Linked DNA regions of Mus musculus: region 2 is linked to region 1. A link is a contact called in public HiChIP or PLAC-seq data. All regions are on one chromosome and are shown on one strand. The core of a region is the stretch at or near the end of the contact, and the rest is flanking DNA. Distances in the headings are between cores, read along the strand shown.

Region 1 (4,251 bases), core at 822-3,321:
AACACAACATAAAAATGGGATTTGTTTTCCTGATTGCAACTCTTTCTGTTGTCTCTACTGGATTAGTTACGCATAAACTTGTTTAACAAGGCATATACACTTTCAAAATTAACTTAAGTGTTTCAATTGGTGAAAAAGGCACTTTTAAAGCCCTCCAGAATTCCTCAGCACAAGCACAAGAGTAAAGATCACATTACATACAGAGATTATCACAGCCCCCCAAAGATACCCAATCTGCATGTTAGCAGACACGCAGGCCAGTCTACTAGCCAGTATGAACTGGGGAAATGAACCCAGTCACAAAACCAAAAAAGAACAAATTAAGAGTTAATGCCTGGCTAAAAGGAGGCCGAGAAGGAAGTAACTTCACTATGTAAGGAATTACAAAACATCAAAGGTTAGATAATGGACAACAGGTGTCTTTGGAGAGAAAAGAACCACAATGCATTGCTCCTATTTTAGGATTTCCATTCTCAAAGCTGTATAACAACAATGATTTTTTTTTCCCCTCAAGAAAGTCAAGACCAAAATTGTGCCTTTACTATTTAACAACTGTAAGAGCCTGATGCTCTTCTGTTTACTTTTTAACTTTACTTTAAAAAAAAAATCCATCTAATCCCAATCTTGTGTGGGCAGATTAAAATATGGCTTAGTGCCAGATGGTTTGCTGATCAGTGAACATTAACTAACTAGAGATTTATTATCACGAAATGGAAAAAGAAAAGCATCCGACTATACACGCTACTACCACATAAACTAGTCAAATATACAAATCAAACCCAGTCGCTGGTATCACATAACCGCAGTATCAGCAAAAACAGAATCGTTTCTCTCACCGTAACACTGAAATCTCTACAGTAACTGGATTCCAGTGGCCTCAAAGAATAGCCATTCCAGACACAGGTACTGGTTACCCTGGAGTTCTGTTCCTCAAGTCAGTCACAACATTTAGCACCTGTACTCTGGTTAAATGGAACACTGAGAAAACACTTCAGCCAACAGGATACCCTATCCCTTTCTCTCCATTCCACAAAGACAGCATATTCCAAAAATGGAGAATCCTTTCTTTTCCGATTGAGGCCCCCTCTTATGGGTTCATTGGGCAGGATTACTTCTCTCCAGCACGCATGGAGAGCATACTTCTGCTTTCACTCTTAAAGAGGGTCCCCCAACACAGATGCGCCTCTTCCTTCCCTGTATTGAGTAGATGATAATGCTCTCCACCACTGCAAAACGTTCAGGGAAGTGGAGGGAAGCTGTCAGTTACTGAGGGCTACTTAATAAATCTTCAAATATAAAGACTGAAAGGGGTGACTCCAATCCAGAAGTGGGACTGGGGATTCCTACTCCCTCCGGAAAGGCTGCCCCAATCTTGCCTATCATTCCGTTTAAGTGGAGAGATGTACTCTGAGGGAGAGTCTGTATTTGATGAAGGGGTGCCCTGACTTTAACGGGGTGGGGGGGTCAGAAGAAGGTGCTAAGTGTACCGGGAGGGACGTAGCAGCGGCTGGAGGGTCGTTGAGGGGAAGGAGGGCCCCCGCACTGAAGGGGGCTCTGGGAAGAAGGGAGGGTCTGGAGGCGAGGGCTGCATGGGGGGAGGGGCCGCCCGTCCCGGAGGCGGCGGCGGGGCTGCAGCCTCGCGGGGACCATGTGCCGGGAGCGGCGGCCACCCGCAGGGGCAGCCCGGGGAGCAGGGCCCGCGGCGCGCGCGCGCGCAGGAAGCCGGGGTCCCGGGTTACGTACGAGGGGCGCGAGCCCGCGGCCGGACTCACCGAGGCTGCCGGCGAAACCGTCCATCTTGCGGGGACCGCGCCGGGCTCGGGGCTCAGCGGGGCGGGCGCTTCATTCAGCGCCCCGACCGTGCGGCGGCCGCGGGACCTGACCCGCCGGTTCTCAGCGTCGCCCGGCGCGGCTTCCGACTCCCGCCGCCGCCGTCCGCCGGTCAGCCCGTCAGCCCCGAGGGTCAGTCGGTCAATCAGGTTGAGAGCCGCGCCGCCCGCCGCCTGCCCGGCCTCTCTCCCTCTCTCTCTCTCTCTCCTAAGCCGCAGCCGTGAGCGCCGCGCCGCGCCGCGCCGCGCCCCGCCCCCGCGCCCGCGCGCAGCCACGGCTCCGCCCCCGCGCACGCCGTCACGCTTCCGATCCCGCCCCACGTGACGGAACGGGGCGGGGCTTCCCGCGACACGCCCCTCCCTCTCTGCCCTGCCTCCGCAGCCGCAGAGAACTCTTGAGAGTTAGGAGGCTATTGGCTGCTCTTGTGTTCCTGGCCCGGTTTCGCCACCAGGATTCTCCAGCCCGAAACTGGGTCTGAGTGGACGGGGCTCGTGGGTGTCCTGCTGCTAGAAAGCTGACCTGCACTGTGGGATTCTTTCCCTCTGGGAAGCCCGCGGAGCACAGTTCTAGAGTTCTTTTGAAGGGAGGTAACGAGGAGGCTAACGAGTGAGAGGAAAGATTCCCCTTCTTGGGGTTCCCCTCTCCTCTAGTCAGTGAGAATTCTAGGTAGAGACAAGACTTTTTGACCAGCCTGAGGCCATGTCTGCCACAACCGCAGGTTCTAGGACAGAGCACAAGCAAACAATGTTAATGCTGGATGAAAAGAGTTCGTCTTACCCAAGTCTTATGAGGAAAGTGCACGTAAAAGACTGGCTTGGCTTACTCTCCTTTTGTTCTTCCCATCAGGGCACAAAGCCACCGGATAGCCTATCAGGAAACTATAGCACAGACTATTAGTTTTTAAATAAACCTTAGTTCTAGGCTCAAATCTATGAAGTCACCTAACTAAATTTAGGCCTTGCTTTAATTTATTTGCAAATTCAAGTGCTAGACTGTACCTGAGGCTGACCTCTGGCACACGCATGCACAAGCACAACCAAAACTCATCCCATCTTCTTCAACCCTCTAATCTTTTATTATTATTATTTTATTTTTTAAAGATTTTTTTTAAATTTATATGGGTACACTGTCACCCGGTTACAGATGGTTGTGAGTCACCATGTGGTTGCGGGGAATTGAACTCAGGACCTCTGGAAGAGCAGTCAGGGCTCTTAACCGCTGAGCTATATCTCTCCAGCTCTCAACCCTCTGATTTTATCCTCTTTCCTTACAAAGACATTTGAATAGTTTAGGTCCCTTCTAGGTCGATGTGCAGATTAGAGTAACAAAAAACTGTAAGGTGTCTCAGAGACTAAATTAGATATACCTTTTAAAGTAGCTGGGTTAGGAAAAAAATAAGAATGTCTGTTAATAGAGTTGTAGGTTACAAGGAACAAATTGAAGTAAGGAGAGAAGAAATGGGGAACAACAACTGCCATGAAAAGAATTGACAGAATTAAATGGTTGAAAGGATTGTTAAACATCCTTGAAGGATACCTCTCCCCTTTGATGCCTTTTTAAACTTCTTTCCTAAGGGCCTGGGAGTGTACCTCGGTGACCAATTGTGCTTAGTAAATAGGAGGCACTGGGTTTGATCCCCAGCTCTGGAAACAGCCAACAAACAAAATCTAACTTAAAAACTTAAGGAAACATCACAGCAAACCTAGGAGGTCAGTGTTGTAAACAGGACACAGCAAGGCTGAGAGATGACAGTCAGTAATGTGCTTCCCACAGAAGCAGGGAAAGTGTACTGATGTACACTTACAATCCCAGATCTGGGAAGGCAGAGACAAACTGAACGCCAGGGCATCCTGGCCAGCCAGCCTCCACAGAGAGGTCCTATCTCATAAACAGCTCATGAGGAACTGTACCTGAGGCTGACCTCTGGCACACGCATGCACAAGCACAACAAATGAAAACCTGACATTGGCTTTTTAAAAAATGTTTAACTAAAAGAAGAGAATAGTAAGTCAGGTTTTCTTCTAGCATGGTGAACCAATTTTTAAGTTTTCAATAATTGAAGTAGAACTTGATTTCCTACTTATAGTAAAGCCATATATATAGTATATATATGTATATATTATATATGTATATATCACATATAGGTATACATACGTATATATTACATATATGTATATATGTGTGTATATGTATATATTACATATGTGTATATATTATATGTATATATGCGTGTATATTATATATGTATATATTACATATATGTATATATTACATATATGCTATACATTATATATAATTGCTAGAGGCATTCTGATTAATTTCATATGATTCACATTTTAAAAAGAAAAACACAAGTATTATACATTTAAAATTCTACAGCACTGCGTTACTGAGTATGTTCTTGACAGGAGACAAATGTCT
Region 2 (4,251 bases), core at 610-3,109, 100 kb before region 1:
GGTCTGGGATTTGTTTCATGTTCTTCTGGGCAAGTTACTTAGCTTAAGACCATTCATTTATCTATGACATGGGGATAATACATTTATTCCCTATTCAGGGACCGAAAGATAAAAATTACAGCAAATCAAAACACAGCTGGCCCTTTAATCTGTAGACTCTGTATTCAAGTGCTAAATCATCCATGGACTGAAAATACTGAGGTGAAAAACCTTCTGTATGTACTGAGTATGTATGTGTGTACTGAGTATGTATGTGTGTACTGAGTATGTATGTGTGTACTGAGTATGTATGTATGTACTGAGTGTGTATCCACCCTACCCCTGCCCACCATTGATTAGTTCTTATACAGTTCAGTAAAATACTTCCATAGCAGTCACACTGTATCAGGTATGGTAAGCAATACAAAGACAATTTAAAGTTTAAGTCCATAGAAATACTTGACTACAGTGGGTAAGGGACTTCAGTACCTACAGATTCTAGCATCTATGCAGATACTAGAGACTACTCCCTTACAGAAATGAAGGGATGACTGGATTGTAAAGTATTACAATGGCCATTCTCAGGTCTCCTTGTGAGACCATTTCATTCACACACTATGTGACATACGCCCAGTGTCCTTCACACTGATAACTGATCCACAGAATGAGAGATGGCACGTTTCTTCCTCAGGAAGGGTTGGTTTTAAAATGTCTCTGCTTATCTGGATCTGCCTAGCCTGTGACAGACCCTGAGTTTAATTTCTTGCACTGCATAATAAAGCCCTCAAACTCCACATTATTCTGTTTAGAGCAGAGTCCTCTGTGTTGTAACAAATGCTTTCCTATGGGGAGGGAATGAACAGAAGGAACCAGAAAAGCTATCTCAAAATGGGACAAAATGCATGAGTAGAGTGTTTGTTTGTTTGTGTTTGTTTTTGAGACAGGGTTTCTCTGTGTTGCCCTGGCTGTCCTGGAACTCACTCTGTAGACCAGGCAGGCCTCGAACTCAGAAATCCGCCTGCCTCTGCTTCCTCAGTGCTGGGATTACAGGCGTGTGCTGCCACGCCCGGCTGTGAGTAGAGTTTTGCTTTAAGATTCCATTCCCAGCCTTACCTCTATTTCTCTTTCAAGGTTCAGATCATGATCCCACAAAATTATTTTTCTGTCTTTTCCGCCTCCAGTTAATAGCATCCCATTTCTCATCTGACAAAGTGTAAACACACTGCCATCATGAGCTTTGATTTGTCTGTTGATCTGATACACACCTAATATGGTAAGAAAAAAATGAAAACACGAGAAATAAACACGTTTTATTAGACTTTAGTATCTCTCTGGAAACCAGCTTTAGCAGAGCTACAGGGTGAATTCGCAGACAGTTCACATTTCCCTAAGCAAGAACCTGGTCCCAGTAAGCTACAGAAACATGGCAGGCACAGAGACTTCAGACTGAATGTAGTCCTTTACAGTTACAGCAGGATCATGCACTCTACAAATATTTTCTTTAAAAACCCTGTAAGCAACAGCCTTTCTCTCTCAATCTCTGTCTCTGTCTCTCTGTATGTCTCTCTCCCTCTCTGTGTTTGGTGGAGTTGGGGAGGCATTAAAGTTGTTTTTAAGTGGGTCTTCTTGTTATCCCAGGCTAGCCTTGAACTTGTAATGTAGTTGAGGATGGCCTTAAATATCTTGTCTCTACCTTCCAAATGTTCAGTTTATGTAGTGTTGGGGATCAAAGCAAGGCCTTGTGCATGCTAGCTAGGCAAGAACACTAATAAACAAGATACATCCTTAAAAAAACAAAACAAAAAACAACCCTGTAAGCTGCTGCAACAGTGCTTCCTGTTCAGACCACAGGGGATATAAAGTGCAGCTCAGCACCAACGTCAGCGTCATCTCCCGTGATAGCTTTGTGCAGTTTTAGAGTAGTGTGAGTGTGACGAGTTTGCAAAGCAAGGATCCCAGGTATCGGTAAAGCTGTAGCCAGGATCCCAGCCTCCCACCTCAGTGTCCCTGGAGCTTTGCAAAAGCCTCTGTAAGCTCAGGGCATGGCAATCACTAATAAACATTGAATTCTCCTTTCTAATCTGCTGAGAAACAAAAGAAATGACTTCATCCAAACCAAGTCCGTGTCGCTTACTCAGGGCAGGGCTGTAGCAGTCAAGGGAGGCTAATGAGACATGAGGACAGCCAGCCTGTGGGAGATAATGCCTTACAGAATTCGTTACCAGGTTCACAATGGAAGCCAGAGCCTTGTTTAAACATGGCAAAAGTCAACAAAATAGCCTTAGCTCTTGTGGAAAAACGGGAAGAAAAAAAAAAGATTTAAAAACCACTCATTTTTAAAAATTGCATAGCAACTGATGACTGGGTAAGTAAGTAGAACAGGGCTGTGCCTAGATGACTGAACACTAGGTCAAGGGGAGGTAAGGGACAACAAGTCTCGAAGGATGGACCTTAGGAACTTGCCAAGTTAAACTGCCAGTTATCGTCAGTCATGGTAGAGCACACCTATAATCCTAGGAGGCAGTTTGGGCTACACAGTAAGTTCTAGACCAGCCTGGCCTATATAGCGAAAAATGTTAGAAAACAAAAAGCCAAATAAAAAACTAGTTATCTAAAGCCACACATTTTACTTTATTTTGAGAGATGGGGAAAGCTAATTGGTGCACGGCTCCTTCCTAGTAGACCCCGACAAAGAGCATAAGTGGATATAGCAAGCATTACTGACTGCACTCTTAAAAGGAGCACACTTTATGTCATGTGAACGATGTATCAACAAGGCTCTTACTGAGATTAACTTACTTTTCTATTAGAGCTGTCATTAAGTTTGCAAAATTAGCTGAAATTAACAAGGGTTTGGCATCACTAAAATGTCTTCAGCCGTAGCTGACCGTGAGAGCTGCGGTGCGTCCCTGGTAGAAAGGCGCAATGGACCTACTGCTCCCATCTACTGCCTCCAGCTAAACACAACCCACCTCTTGAGCAACACAGTATGATCAGTGGATGTCTGTCTACACAATTTATCCATCTTTGCTGACTGCACCCAGGTGCCCAGGAGAGAAAGGACATCTAAAAAAATGTGAATTTTCTGAGCACTGCCGAGTCCCTTAAGTCAAGGACAGAGGAAGGAAAAGAGTGTAAACAGTGAGCAGGCATATCGAAGCTCTCCCTTCTTGTACGTGGTCCAAGTAGTAAGTAGTTTTGAAATTACAAAACTAGTCAGACGTGGTGGTGCGTGCTTTAAGTCCCAGCACTTGGGAGGCAGAGGCAGGCAGATCTCTGAGTTCAAGACCAGCCTGGTCTACAGAGCTAGTTTCAAGACAGCCAGGGCTACACAGAAAAATCTTGTTTTGAAACATGCCATACCCCCAATTAACCCCCACCTCCAAAAGGAAAGAAATTGCAAAAACAGCTAGGCATGGTGGCACACACTTTTACTCCCTGCACGCAGGCGGCATAGACTGTGGATCTCTATGCGTTCCAGGTCAGTCAGTTAGGTCCACCAGTCAGACCCTGTCTAACACAAACACCCATTAAACATCAGGTGTGAACACCATGGCTCCCTGTGAAAAATGCACAAAGGAAAATCAAAGTTTTCTGTTCTTAATTCAGCCACCCTGTTACTTAAAGAACTGTCTCATCAGGATAAAACCTCCATCACGTGAGTGGCTCGGTTCCACTCACTGCCTTTCAAGCTGGGATGCTGACACAAAGCCCAGATAGTAACTAAGTTAAAAAAAAATGCTGTGTTTCACATTTAAGCATATTCCAAGTTTCTTTTACAGACTATAAATAAAACATTACAGTTGAAAAATCTTTCTCTTATGAATCCATAATTCTGTCAGTCTAACTTAGGTTAAACATTTGAAATACTTGCTGAGAAAAATTACTGTTTTTGAGTTTAAAGACTTTATGCTGAGGTTTAACTGTGTGGCCAAGCCTACCCAAGTCTAATGGCAAGCTCTTCTGTTCCTCTCATTGCCAAGAGAGAGTCTCCATGACCAGCAGGTTATCTCGCCTGACCAGGGAGGACAGCTGGAAGGCTCTGTCCACTCAAACACAGACACAGACGCAGGCAGACGGTAGCACCAGGCCAGGCTCTTACCACCTAGGCGAAGGCCCGTGCACGTGACGTGCTGAGTGAGCAGGCCAAAAGGCTGGACCTCTGAGTTCTGGAACAGGAGCCTGACAAAGAGTTAGGGTGATAAACATTTGTAAAACGTCTTCTTCCTGTGTGCCTGGCTTGTGCCTTGCTAATGTGTGGGAAGAAGGCCA

The links. HiChIP or PLAC-seq counts read pairs in DNA pulled down with a chosen protein or histone mark.
Region 2: an H3K27ac HiChIP or PLAC-seq map of epiblast stem cells shows a contact between it and region 1. The contact joins the enhancer-like site here to the promoter of Eml4 in region 1. A contact is called at or near these places in 3 of 39 promoter capture datasets (the 3T3-L1 cell line, hippocampal neurons and liver), 1 of 15 datasets of contacts at CTCF or cohesin (pro-B cells), 6 of 484 Hi-C or Micro-C datasets (B cells, CD8 T cells, bone marrow-derived macrophages and 3 more), 8 of 115 datasets of contacts at active chromatin or transcription factors (the SCID.adh cell line, Th17 cells, bone marrow-derived macrophages and 5 more) and 3 of 9 other capture datasets (adipose tissue, liver and pancreatic islet).

What each region holds. Positions count from the first base shown.
Region 1 is chr17:83,348,761-83,353,011 of GRCm38.p6, reverse strand. Eml4 (echinoderm microtubule associated protein like 4) reads right to left here and starts at 2,071. Exons shown (of 23, transcript NM_001379374.1): 1 at 1,773-2,071. The coding sequence starts at 1,797.
Region 2 is chr17:83,451,394-83,455,644 of GRCm38.p6, reverse strand. Eml4 (echinoderm microtubule associated protein like 4) reads right to left here. Exons shown (of 23, transcript NM_001379374.1): 14 at 1,093-1,244. Among named protein-coding and RNA genes, the nearest start is that of Gm46594, 20 kb to the left of the region's middle. Within about 2 kb of position 1,859, at least 26 of the 459 cell types and tissues checked have an H3K27ac peak or open chromatin away from gene starts, as enhancers often do. A contact at or near this core is called in effector CD8 T cells, epiblast stem cells, extraembryonic endoderm stem cells and 1 more, where this site is marked.